Regions from separate parts of the Mus musculus genome. Here region 1 is linked to region 2. A link is a contact called in public Hi-C data. All regions are on one chromosome and are shown on one strand. The core of a region is the stretch at or near the end of the contact, and the rest is flanking DNA. Distances in the headings are between cores, read along the strand shown.

What was found. Hi-C and Micro-C count contacts between places; a contact is called where the count stands out from the background.
Region 1: a Hi-C map of uterus shows a contact between it and region 2, with 4 times the contacts expected there. The contact joins two enhancer-like sites. A contact is called at or near these places in 7 of 484 Hi-C or Micro-C datasets (cortical neurons, morula, olfactory sensory neurons and 1 more) and 1 of 115 datasets of contacts at active chromatin or transcription factors (embryonic stem cells).

What each region holds. Positions count from the first base shown.
Region 1 is chr8:31,031,914-31,035,330 of GRCm38.p6, forward strand. No RefSeq gene overlaps it. Among named protein-coding and RNA genes, the nearest start is that of Gm32841, 24 kb to the left of the region's middle. Within about 2 kb of position 1,533, at least 89 of the 459 cell types and tissues checked have an H3K27ac peak or open chromatin away from gene starts, as enhancers often do. A contact at or near this core is called in uterus, where this site is marked.
Region 2 is chr8:30,939,468-30,943,356 of GRCm38.p6, forward strand. It overlaps Gm32791 (a long non-coding RNA gene), which reads right to left. Exons shown (of 6, transcript XR_378852.3): 6 at 3,234-3,889. Among named protein-coding and RNA genes, the nearest start is that of Gm32791, 18 kb to the right of the region's middle. Within about 2 kb of position 1,789, at least 2 of the 459 cell types and tissues checked have an H3K27ac peak or open chromatin away from gene starts, as enhancers often do. A contact at or near this core is called in uterus, where this site is marked.

The DNA.
Region 1 (3,417 bases), core at 283-2,782, 92 kb after region 2:
CTCTGCGATAGAGGACACCAAGCTCAGGTCCTTCCGGGGCCAGCAGGAGGCGCAAAAAGGCCAAGCTAAGAAGGACAAGAAGCCTGAACGGGTGGAAAGGGCAGGACAAGCTGATGCAGGATTCTGGTTTGGGTCCTCCGGGCTACTCACTCCTTTTACATCTATAGAAAAAGGTGTTCCCTGCAGAGCTGGGTGGAAGGAACCCAAACAGAGGCTTCCGGGTGTGAGGGAAGTTGACACTACATCTCAGCTGCAAAGGCAGAGCCTGCACCCTCCCCCCCCCCCCCCGGAAGACCTCAGACCTACACAGTAGTTGCGGGACCTGACTCTCATCCACTGGCATGCATGGTGTACTGTAGCCGACGGCCACTGCATTGAACTGCTGCAAGTGAGCCAGCCTGAGCCCTCAGGATGCTAACCGTAGGCCACCGACCACCACTGTCCAAACCCTCTGTTTTAAATTTGCAATTACGCCAAGGACGCTATCAAAAGGCTGTGCCATCCCAATCGCTTCTCGGTGCACACAGACAACACTCCAGAATCTCTCGAGCAAGCAAAACAGAAACCCTACTCTGTAAACAGCTTCCCACTCACTCCCTGTTCCCCTAAGCCCTGCTGGTCACCATTCTGCTCTCTGTTTTCTATGAATTTGACTACTCGGGAGACCCCCCCATAAGTGGAATCACGCACAATTTGCATAATGAGAAAATAAGACATTTCAAATATATGAAGGTTGCTTTGAATCAGCTTTTTCTAGAACACTCCGAGGAGTACAATTCCCATCTCGCCAAAACGGCTGGCTGTGGGAAGAACTCAATGTCTTTATTTCACCAAATTTTCTATCAGGATGAAGACCAGTTAAGAAAATTAAGATCCAAAGGCTACTCTCACAGACCTCAGAATTCAAGGATTTATATGCTCTGTGCCAATCTAAGAACATGGTTAAAAAAAATTTTTTTTACCAAATATTGATCATCTACTAAGTCATTTTTCTTTCTTTCTTCCCCCCCCCCCCCCCCCGAGACAGGCTTTCTCTGTATAGCCCTGGATGTCCTGGAACTCACTTTGTACACCAGGCGGGCCTCCAACCCAGAAATCAGACTGCCTCTGGCTCCCAAGTGCTGGGATTAAAGGCGTGCGCCACCACTGCCCGGCTAATAAGTCATTTTCAACAGATATGAAAGAACAGAGACAATAAAATACAAAAAATAATAACTTCATCTAAAAACATAATAACTTCATCTTTAAAAAAAAAAAAAAACAGTGCAGATACGGCCAACATAACAAATATTTCCAGAGCGTCTCTCGCCAAGATTTACTACGAATCTTCATCTGTAAATACAATTAAAAGATTTATTTCACTGCAGGCAAGAACTCAGCAAATCCCTGCTTCGGTTTTCCGAAAAAGCCACTCAGGCACTTTCGACAGTGCTGCGGTCTTTGCCGGTACTAGAGGCACATTGGAAATGTAAACTGATTGTAATTGCAATAAGAATAGCCTTTCTCTCCTTAATGAAATTCTGAAAAGCAACAGACTCCTGTAATACAAACAAGCTTGTCTGCCTTGGCATTCACCACGCAGACGCAGCCAACCGTGGCTGAGCAGGATTCCGGTGCTCACAGCGCCACCTGCTGTACAAAAGTGGAATCGCATCCCTCTGAGGCAAAGGATTTAAAAAAGAAAAATCAATTGCCTTGACAAATCGGTGCTGCCCTGTTTGGATAAATAGATCTATTATCCTAAAAGCGCTGTGCATTGTTATAGTAGGTTCCTCTTATAGCTAGCTAAATTCACTGTTTGTTTCACTAAACTTACCTTGTTACTAACAATTTCTCTCTCTTATCCACTTACGTGGTATATTAGTTACTTTTTTCCTTGATTTGTCAAAATATATGATAAAAGCAACTTAAGGAAGGAAGGGTTTGTTCGGCTCACTGTTTGTCTTTGTTAGGGTTACTATGGCTGTAGTGAAACACTATGACCAAAAGCAAGGTGGGGAGGGAAGGGTCTATTTGGCTTACACTCCCACATCCTAGTCCATCATTGGGGGAAGTCAGGACAGGAACCTGGACACAGGAGCTGATACAGAGGCCTACGAACTTTCCACGACACCTCCATCCCTTCAGAACCAGTACCACCATACCTCCTAGGCGACTCTTACACGCTACCAAGTTCAGTGGCCTGCGCAAGGTTCGGCCTTTACAACAACCGCTGGAACACAGTTCCTGTCTGCTGACTGCAAGGAACCACTTCCCAGGAGACTTCACCACAGTGAACCTGGTCTCTTCTTAATTACTGCTCATTTCCTAGCTCCACCTGACCAGCATCTATTGTCCCAGTAAAGCAAAGGTTTCACTCCGACGAAGCTGGTTTCTTGTTCACCACAGCTGACCAGAATGATAGACTCTTAATTCAAAAATAACAAATGGCCCCATAGACTAAACTTTCCAAGTCAGGCCTCTGTCTTCTGCCTTGCTCTCAGTCTTCTTATCTTCAAAGCTCTGACAAAACCAATCCACTGACCCTCAACACGCAACGATTTTTCTCACCCAGAGTTCCAAGGTCCTCCCACAATCTTCCCAAAAACATGCTCAGGTCTGTCACAGCAAAACCGTGCTATGCTGGTACCGATTTCTGTCTTATTTAGGGTTCCTATTGCTGTGATAGAACACCACGACCAAAAGCAACTTGGGAAGGAAAGGGTTTATTCAGCTTACATGTCCACACCATAGTCCATCTCTGAAGAGAGTCAGGACAGGAACACAAGCAGGAACCTAGGGGCAGGAGCAGATGCTGAGGCCACAGAGGAGTGTTGCCACTGGCTGACTCCGCAGGTTTGGTCAGCCTGTTTTCTTATAGAACACAGGACCACATCCAAGGGGTAGCCCCACCCACAATAAGCTGAGCCTCCCAAATCAATCACTAGCGATTCGTCACTAGTAAAAGTAATGTCCACAGGCTTGCCTACAACCTGATCTTATAGAGGCATTTTCCCTACTGATGCTCCCTCCTCTCTGATGACTCTGGTTACCATCAATTTGACATAAAGCTAGCCAGTACACAGTTTGAAAATGGATACAAGCCGGGCAGCGGTGGTGCACGCCTTTAATCCCAGCACTTGGGAGGCAGAGGCAGGTGGATTTGAGTTCGAGGCCAGCCTGGTCTACAGAGTGAGTTCCAGGGCAGCCAGGGCTACACAGAGAAACCCTGTCTCAAAAAACCAAAAAAGAAGAAGAAGAAGAAGAAGAAGAAGAAGAAGAAGAAGAAGAAGAAGAAGAAGAGGAGGAGGAGGAGGAGGAGGAGGAGGAGGAGGAGGAGGAAGAGGAAGAGGAAGAGGAGGAGGAGGAGGAGGAAAAGAAGAAGAAAATGGATACAGCCTATCATAATGAAAAGACTTAGTGATGGAAGGATAAGGC
Region 2 (3,889 bases), core at 539-3,038:
GAGGACTGAGAGGTATAGCCTTGTTGGAGGAGGAGTGTCACTGGGGGGTGTGGTGTGAGGTTTCAAAATCCCATACTGTCCCCAGTTAGCTCTCTCTGCCTCCTACCTGAAGTTAAAGATGTAAGCTCTCAGCTACTGCTCCAGCACCATGCCTGCCTGCTTGCTGCCAACATGGCGACCATGGACTCTAACTCTCTGTAACATTGAGCCCCAAGTTCCATGTTTTCCTTTAATGCCTTGATCACGGTGTTTTGTCACAGCGATAGAAAAGTAATAAGACACTCCATCAGCCTCCCTCTCCTCACACTGGGCTTTACCACCTAAAGGCAGACCCATCACCTGGCAGCACTACTAGAAGGGTAGTGAGCACTCCTTTAAGCGTTTGGTCTTTGAGGGACATCCGATCCAAGCCCACTAGTAAGTGACGAAATCTGGACTTGAGCCCAGGTAATAAGATGCCAGGGTGGGATTTCGTGTTCCAAATTTGGCTTAGTTTCCAGGGATTTGGGGGGGAAACTTCTGGTTACTAGGCTGACTGAAAGCCAAAGGCATGGAGAAGGTCTGAGCTCTCAAGACAGACCCCTAGCAGAGCTGTCTGTAAAACCCAATGATGGGGGAATTTCATGTACATTAGTTCCAACAGTGCTGTCCCAAGAGAGTGAGGAAGACCGGACATTCAGAGCCTCTTGGGCCCCTTTCAAATTCAGCCCCTACCACCTGCCCATTCATCCATCTTTAAGACACTCTGTTTATGAAAACCTTGGGCAACTCCAAGCAAGCTTACATCTATCGGTTGGCATTTCGATGCCATGTCAGTATCTACCTGAATTCTCCTGGATTTGTTTTTGCCAATTACATAGAGAGTTCAGAACAAAGCAGACTGTGTCTGCAGTTGTATAAATCTGGCCCATGTGGGTAACTGGAGCATGAACGATTGTAACGCCATAAAGAAAGCAGGATGAGAGTACCTTCCCTCCTCGAGTCTGTACCCTCTAATGGCAATATTAATCATGATATCATTATAGTCCTCCTCCTCAGCCCCACAATCATCAATTTGGAAAATGTTTCTTTTGGTGACAGCTCCTTATTACAACATGGTATTAACTGGATCCACACTGACTTTCTGCCTCCTTTCGCTAACCAGCTGTGGAGCAGTAAATATCCACAAGCAAAATATTGACTCTGAGGGCCAGGACTTGGGAAACTGATCCACAAATGAACTGAGGGCAGCTGCAAACATAGAGTCCCCAGCATTGGTGCTAACTAACTTGCAAGTGGTGTCCAGTTTTAGAGTTCTTGGGATCTCACTCAAATGCAGGACCTTGGGATGTAGCTCGGTTGTAGAATGCATGCCTAAAAGGAATATGGCCCGAGATTCTGTCTCCAGCAATGAAAGAAAAGAAAATAAAGTACAATGGGACAAGAAAGAGTTAAAAGCTAGAGTCTGGCTTTTTGCGAGCTTAATCTAGGTCACAGATATTTTCATCCTGAAGAGTCTTTGTCTGGTTCATTATTTAAAAACAAAAAGAATGCAACTACCACCAAGAGAATAACCACATGGACTCCCTCAACGTCTGATTAAAAACTCTAACTACCCTAAATTCCTATTGTGGTTATTGGAGAACAAAGCTGTCTCAGCATTCTGGGGGTCTCTTAAAGTACATTTCAAAGCACTTTAGTTTGTGACTTCTGCAAATTAGCACTCTCACGCTTTTCTCCCTAGACAGACCAAGGCAATTACATTCCACAGCCACAGTTGTTTCTGTTCCTCCCTTAGAGTCTCCAACTGGCAGGCGAAAGTGCCAGATGACCTGTTGATTTGTGTGTGTATCTTCTGTTGCTTTTTTTTTTTTATCAGTAGCCCTGCCTCTGGGCATAAACAAGCCATGTGTTTGGGTTGGCTTTGGTTTAAGGATCTATCAGAGTTAGCCTTCAAGACTCTTAGCTCCTCTTCTTAGCTGTTTGCTTGTTTCCAGTGCTCTGACTGGGAGCCTGGCCTAAATAGGAAGCCCAGGACCTACATGGCAAAAGGAAAGATTCTACTCCCTCTGACCTTCATACATGTGCACACATGCGTGCATGTGCATGCACCCACACACACACACACACACACACACACACTCATACTATACAAATAAAAACATGAAACTATTATTACTTTTCCTAGTGTTCCGTTTCCCACCCTTGGGTACAGATGAGAGAATGAGAGAGTGTGGGGTTACCAGCTGTGTGACGAGCTTTCTCAGGTAGGTCAAAGAGGTCCAGAAGAGAGGAAAAACTATGGAAGCCCCCTATTGTAGACTTGGAGCCACAGCCCTAGGAAACAATCCTGCTATAGTGGAAGACAGGCTCACAGATTCCGCTGATTTGATTCAGCTTGCTTCGCGGATTTATTGTGCGTATGACATGTTCCTTTGAAACGTAACATTTCCTCCAGATCGAATCATTTGCTTGGGAAGGAAGGGGTAGTTCATGAGCCTCAAGAGGAAAACAGAGGCTCATATTTCTGAGAGCACAGAAACTTGGAAGATTCTTGACAGCCCACCCAGCGGTATAAAAGGAGTTGCTGAGGGCTCCACTCTGAGCAGCCAAACAGCAGAAAGAGATGTTTAGACTTCCATGGAACTGCCTGAAAACTGTCCAGAGCAGTCCAGAGCTTCAGTATTCATGACCCATGTTGGGGGTGAGGTTTCAGGTGACGCAACTGCTTTTCTAAATAACCCCTCCCCCATATTTCTGTTAGCAACCCCAGTAAAAAAAAAAAAAAAAAAAAAAAAGCATATTGTTTCCCCAAATGCAGCTGTTACTTTGGTCTGAGGAAGGCTCTTTTATTCCCCTGAGTAAAAGTGTTAGTGTTGCTTCTGTAATAAAGAAACATTACAGCCAATCTAAATAACAACAATATAGGATGTGTCAAGTAATTGATACTACAATTCTATAGTTAAATACTATTTTATTGGAGCTAGAGAGATAGCTCAGAGGTTAAGAACACTAGCTGCTCTTACAGAGGACCTTGGTTGAATTCCCAGTACCCACATGACAGTTCACAACTGTCTGTAACATCAGTGTCAGGTTATCCAACGCCCTCTCCTGGCTTTCATAGACACTGCATGCACATGATGCCCAGACATGCATGCAAGCAAGGCAACCAAACCGCACATCTAAAATTAAAATAAATATTTTAAAAATACTATGTAGTCATGAAGTTAAGATTTTAGAGATTTTATAATAATAGAAAAACTATAATTTAAAAAATATCAATTAAATTAAATCTAATGTTTTTCAAAATTTAACATATCTACATATATAATCAACACATATATTTCTAGAATATTTATTAATATATCTATACTTTCATACATGCATTCCATATACGTATAGAAATACAAATAGCTTGTCACATGATGGACTCTTGTGTGAGTTTTATTCTTAACATCTATCCTTATTTTCCAAATTGTCCAGTAGGAATATCTTTGGCGCTAAAGGGATCTGCAACCCTATAGGTGGAACAACATTATGAACTAACCAGTACCCCGGAGCTCTTGACTCTAGCTGCATATGTATCAAAAGATGGCCTAGTCGGCCATCACTGGAAAGAGAGGCCCATTGGACTTGCAAACTTTATATGCCCCAGTACAGGGGAAAGCCAGGGCCAAAAAGGGGGAGTGGGTGGGTAGGGGAGTGGGGGTGGGTGGGTATGGGGGACTTTTGGTATAGCATTGGAAATGTAAATGAGCTAAATACCTAATAAAAAATGGAAAAAAAAAAGAAAGAAAAAATATTATGTTGAAATATAAGCTGTGTACTAAACCTTCAAAATTTGTATTTGAAAATATTGCTTCAGACATGAGAAAATGCCTACTTTCCAATTTTTTATTTTATTTTACAT